Regions from separate parts of the Canis lupus genome. Here region 1 is linked to region 2. Evidence: chromatin contacts called from public Hi-C data. All regions are on one chromosome and are shown on one strand. The core of a region is the stretch at or near the end of the contact, and the rest is flanking DNA. Distances in the headings are between cores, read along the strand shown. Region 1 holds the start of FAM53B (protein FAM53B). Region 2 overlaps FAM53B (protein FAM53B).

The links. A called contact is a pair of places that touch in the nucleus more often than the background predicts.
Region 1: a contact with region 2 is called in a Hi-C map of blood, with 3 times the contacts expected there. The contact joins the promoter of FAM53B here to the enhancer-like site in region 2. A contact is called at or near these places in 2 of 9 Hi-C or Micro-C datasets (amygdala and blood).

The regions. Positions count from the first base shown.
Region 1 is chr28:34,420,046-34,422,745 of UU_Cfam_GSD_1.0, reverse strand. It overlaps FAM53B (protein FAM53B), which reads left to right and starts at 1,364. Exons shown (of 5, transcript XM_038579035.1): 1 at 1,364-1,439.
Region 2 is chr28:34,324,516-34,327,234 of UU_Cfam_GSD_1.0, reverse strand. All of the region lies in intron 4 of FAM53B (protein FAM53B), which reads left to right. Among named protein-coding and RNA genes, the nearest start is that of FAM53B, 96 kb to the left of the region's middle. Within about 2 kb of position 1,459, at least 7 of the 20 cell types and tissues checked have an H3K27ac peak or open chromatin away from gene starts, as enhancers often do. A contact at or near this core is called in blood, where this site is marked.

The DNA.
Region 1 (2,700 bases), core at 115-2,614, 96 kb before region 2:
GAGAAACTGAAATATTTCAGCAACAGCCATGAAATATAATAGTTTCCCAAGTGCATACAAGCTCAAGAAGTTAATTGTCCATTTATGTTTGATACTGGGATTGAAACATTGGATTAAAACCAATTAAATGTTCCTAGAAGCAACAGAAAAAGTTTCCTGATTTATGAATAGACCCATTCAAATGGGGCAGACACAATCCATGTAAAGTAATGAGGTGTTTTGTTTTTTTGGCAAAGGAGAACACAAAACAGGCATAGGGGAGTTCTTTAAAAAAAAAAAAAAGAAAAGAAAAAAACCTTCTCTTTAAAAATCTCTTTGGATACAAGGTCAATAAAATAACATACACTGGTAGGACGGAGTGATGGGAAATCTAGGGCTTCGCTTCACAAGGGAAACAATCCCCCTCCCCCAGGTGAGCAGTACAATGAAAATACTCTGCTTATTCTATCAGGGTTACATTCCTGAACTTAAGTCAACATCCTAAGTTACAGAACGAAACATGCTCTGCGTCTGCTTAGCAACCACAAATCCTTCCTTCACCAGTTGCATATATTTTGCATGTGGCTTCTGAAGTACACATTCCTTTATTTCGACCAGCGCCTCTAGTTGGGAAACTAGCGCTTTATTTTCCCAAAGTGTGACAAGGCTCGCACAGCCCCCCTCGCTGCCGCCCGGCACGCCGCCGACAAACCTCAAAACCCCACAACCCGGAAGCTGGGCGTCCGAAGTCCACGCGGCCCGGCCCGGCCCGGGGTTTTGTGCCCCGGCTCCTGCGGGGGGCGGGGGCGGGGGCGGCCGCGGGACCCCTGGCTCCGGGCCCGGGCGGTGCGGCGCGGCGCGGCCCGGCCGGCCCGGGGCCCCTTCCCGCGTGCCCTTCCCGCGTCCCGGGGCCTCGCAGGCGCGGGCTCGGCGGGCGGCGGGCGGCGCGGCGCGGCTCGGCTCGGCTCGCAGGACGGCCTCCAGCCCCGCCGGCGGCGCGCCGCGACCCCCCCACTCCCCGCCCACCGGCGGCTGCGCGCACTGCACCCGCGCCCGCCGCCGCCGCCGCCGCCGCCCGGCCCCTGCACGCCGGCCCTGCACGCCCGGCCCCTGCACGCCCGGCCCCTGCACGCCCGGCCCCTGCACGCCGCCGCCGCCGCCAGCCCCGCGGCCGCCCGGGCCCCGCCACGCCGCCCGCGGAGCGCCCGACCCGGACACACGCCTTGCGGGCGGCCGGCCCCACGGCGGCGGCGGGCGCGGCGGGCGCGGGCGGCCCGGCCGGGGCCGGTGAAAGGGACGAGTTGCGAACAGTTCAGGAAGTGACAAGTCGATTTCCTCCTCCCGGGGAGCCGCTCGGTACAAAGCGCTCGGCGCCGGCGGGAGAGCGTGCGCGGCGGCCGTGGCGGTGGCGGCGGCGGCGGCGGCGGCAGCGCGGACCCCAGGCGACCCCGCCGCGCACAGTAAGCGACCGGGCGGCGCGCGGGACCCCGGCGGCCGTGCTGGCCCTGCGTGCCAGGATGCTCATTTTGTTACTTGGAAGTGTCGCCGCTTTCCTTTTTTTTTTTTTCTTTTCTTTTCTTTTCTTTTCTTCCCCCCTGCCTGGTTTCGCGTGGGGTCGGGCGGCTTCTCGGGGCGCTGAGCGTCGGCCCGGGGCGGGCGCGAGACTTGTCAGCGCAGCCGGGGGCGCGGCGGGGCGCGGTCCTGCCTCCGCGGGCTCCGCGCTCCCCCGCGCCGGGACCCGGGGACCCCGGCGCCCCGAAGTTCCCGCACCGTTTGCAGACAACTCTTTTGTTCGCGGAAGTTTGCGTCCGGCACCCCCGGGATGCGGGCGCGCGGCGGCGGGCCCCGCGGCTCCTGGACGGGCCGGGGCGGGGTGGGGGGGGGGGGCGCCTGGCCCGGGGCGGGGGCGGCCGGCGGGGCGGCCGCGGGGGCGGGGTGCGGGGTGCGGGGCGGGCGGAGCGGGGGGCGCCGGCGCGGCTTCGCACATGGCGAGCAGGGCCGCGCTGCACGGGCGCTGCTCGCCTCCCCTTCCTTTCCCGCCGGGAGTGCCTGCTGGCGGGGCCGGGGCGCGCGGGGCGAGGCGCGGGCAGGACCCCCGGAGTTGCTCCCCGGAGTTGCTCCCCGGGGCGTCCCGGGGGACCACGCTGGCGGCGCGGGCCGGGGCGGCGAGGGGGCGGCGAGGCGGCGGCGGGGCGCGCTCTGCTGCTCGGGCCGGTCGCCCCGGGAGCCCCCCGGGGCCGGGCTGCCCGCGTCCGGCCGCCGGGCTCGTTCGCACGCACTGTACTTGGTCCGATGGTGAACAAAGAACAGCGCTTTGCGGCGTTTGATGAATGGGATTCCGCCTCCTATAGGCCACACTCCGAGCCTTCGGTGCGCTGCAGCCCGCGGACCCGGCGGCGGCGGCGGGCGGGCGGGCGGGCGGCCCCTCGGGGGTGCTGCACCCCGGGCCCCCGACCCCGGGGCAGGGCCCGGCCGCCGCCGCCGCCGCCTCGCCTTGCCGCCGCCTCGCCTTGCCGCGGCGGGCGCAGATGGGGCCGGGCCGACGGTGGTTCAACAGGAACAAATGTTTGTTGAATTGTTGGATGGCGGAGACGAGGGGCTGTTCCTATCGACTGCTGCAGGAGCAGGAGCCGGAATGGCATTGTTTATTGGCCTGGGAAGCCGGCGAGCGTCTTGCGCCGCTCGCCTCCGCATTCGCCCGCCTCCAAATGACACACCAGC
Region 2 (2,719 bases), core at 210-2,709:
ACCGAGTACTGAGCCGGGCCCGAGAGTCTCCTTGTGTCTTCGTGTGGCAGGGCACCCTTAGCTCTCACGGCTTTCTTACGTGTTCTGGCGTCTGGTAGAGAGAATCTCTCCTCCCTGCTCCGTAAAGTTGTCCTGATGAACCTCTTCTGTTTATTTTCCATTAAAAACTTAAGAATCACTTCGTTTGGAGACGGTGGTGTGAGGGGGATGCCATTGATGTTTTAGATTGGGATTGTGTTCAGTTTAGGAATTAACTTGGGGAGAATTTATGCCTTTTTGAGGTCGAGTCTTCCGGTCTGCAACATACCATGTTATTCTATTTGTGTTCTTTATGGTTTTCTTCATATCATTTTTGCTACTTCTTATAGTTCTATTCCTAGAGATTTTACTTTTTGAGTCACTGCCTTGTCTCCTTGCTCTTGAAAGCAGATCTGGATTTAAAAAGCGCATTTGGATTTGACCAACCTGGAGGGTAGATTCTTTCCCAAAAGCCGAGCCCCCCGACCCCTTGGCTGTGCAGTGCTGTGTCCCCAGAGTGCCCTGGGCACATCGCCTGCACCTGAGCACAGTGAGGGGCAGGGGGTGGCGGGAGGAGCTCAGGTTTGCCAGGCACCTTCACTGGCTCCTTGGTGCTCTCACTGCAATCAGTTCTCCAGACAGTGCTGTGACTTCGGGGCTCTTCTTAGCCTCGTGGTACAAATGTGGAACTGAGGCTCAGAAGTTTAATGATCTGCCAAGGTCCCGCAGAGGGCACAGGGGAGCCGGGATTCCAGTCTGGGGTTGTCTAGCCTTCTCAGGGCCGCCATCCTGCCTGAGGATCAGATGCTCTCCTGAGCACAGCCTGCAAGTCAGAGGTCTGGTTGCACATCAACTAGCCTTGCGATTTGGGGCAGGTCTCATCCCTGGTCTTGACCTCAGTCTGCCAGTCTCCAAAATGCAGTTGTTAAACTGGTTCACGATTTGCTCATTTTTCCTAAAAGGATCCTCTTTCTCTGGAAGCCACTACCTGGAACAGAGACATGGAGCTGCAAGGGCCCCGATGCTTTGTAGTCCTGGCTCCCTGTGCCCTCATGTGGCCCTCAGAGCACCCAGCTCCAGGCAGCTGTACAGAACCCAGTGCCCACCACGCCCTCGAGGGCCCCTCCTTCTGCGCCCCCAGTTCTGCTATAGCAGCTGCCCCCCGACACCGCGTGCCTCCCGGCAGCACAGCACGTTAGCCTTGGCCCCCTGCCAGAGCCCTGTGTGCTTTGGAAAGGTCCCTTGACTTTTGTTAGGCAAGGAATTCTCCTTACACCAACCCGAGAGCGAGGTGGTTTCACAAGTCCTGTCCTGAGTGTGTGCTGGCTGGGGTGCACGCCACAGAAACAAAATGTTTGTTTTCTGATTGCCAGAGTGCTGGAAGGCCCTTTGGCACAGGCTTGCACACCTTCTGTGTCCAGGCAGGCCATCTGCCCCCCCGGGGGGTGGGGGGGTCCTGGTGCAGAAACGGTGTCTGCCACAGTGTGGCCTGGGGGACACCATTCAGAGGGCTGGCAGGGCTCTGGGCCACCAAGGCCTGTTCCTTGGCACAAGGCCGAGCCAGGCAGGCTAACTAACCAGGTGAGTCCTTCCTTCTCATCCCCCCAGGCTGCACTGAGCACCTCCTATGAGCCGCCCCCAGCCAGGCAGTGGTGTGTAGGGTCAGGGCCACGTGGGGCCAGGCAGGGTGCACACAGGCTCGCGGCTGGCTTTCAGAGAGGATGATGCAGAGCTGGGTTTTGCCAGGTAAAGAGGTGCTCAGTAAACATTTGTGGCCTCCGCAGAAGTAAGTTGAGGAAGCAGTGGCACAGGAAGCCAGGGACTTCCTAGTAATTGCCCAGAGCCAGTATCATGTCCAGAAGATAGTCCCTGGCCCCCTGGGCTGTTTGATTCTAGAACCTGTGACCTGGGGAAGAGCCCCAGGGAGCCAGGGCCAAGTCAGCAGTGCTCACCGGGACTCAGAGGCTCCCCTTGGGGCAACTTTATTTCCTCTTTTTAGGCCTGTCTGATAGGGTTTCCCTTGTTCCTGTGGGTAGAAAAGCAGTCCAGGCCCTAAAAGGCTGCCTCTTGTGCAGTCAGTCCAAAGGTAAGCATTTCACAAAAATGGGCTGGGCCTTGACACAGGCCTGGGCGAGCAGCTGACCCACCCCGTGCAGGAAGAGGAGCTTGGCTGTGGCAGGGGCATGGTGAATTAGGTGCCCAGAGCAGAGGGCCAGCCACCACAGGGCCCCAAACAGCAGCCTCCAGTGTGGGCCAGCTCGCGCCCCCAGTGCCCAGCCATCTCCAGCCCCTGCCTGTCACCAGACCCACCCACACTCTGGCCCAGGGCAGCCTTGGGAGAAGCAGCACCCCCACCCGGGGCCTCCTGTGAGAGAGCTGGCCTTCATGCAAAATTCAGATTAGCCAGAGATGGATTCAAGTTAGGCCCAACATGTGCTGGTACCTTTTTCTCTTCTCTGAGATATTAAAAAAACAAAAACAAAAACAAAAACAAAAACAAAAAACAACCACCCACCCCAGGAAACCTCATGTCTTGCCTCCTTGGTGGTTTCTGTGCCAACTTCCAGCATAAATGAGACTTAGAAAATTTCCAGGCCGCTAGCCATTCTCGTGGCCTGGTGTTTTCTTGATACTTGGAGAGTTCTGTTCTCGTGAAAGTGTCTGTTTGGGGAGGAAATGCCTCTGCTTAGCCAGAGCCCTG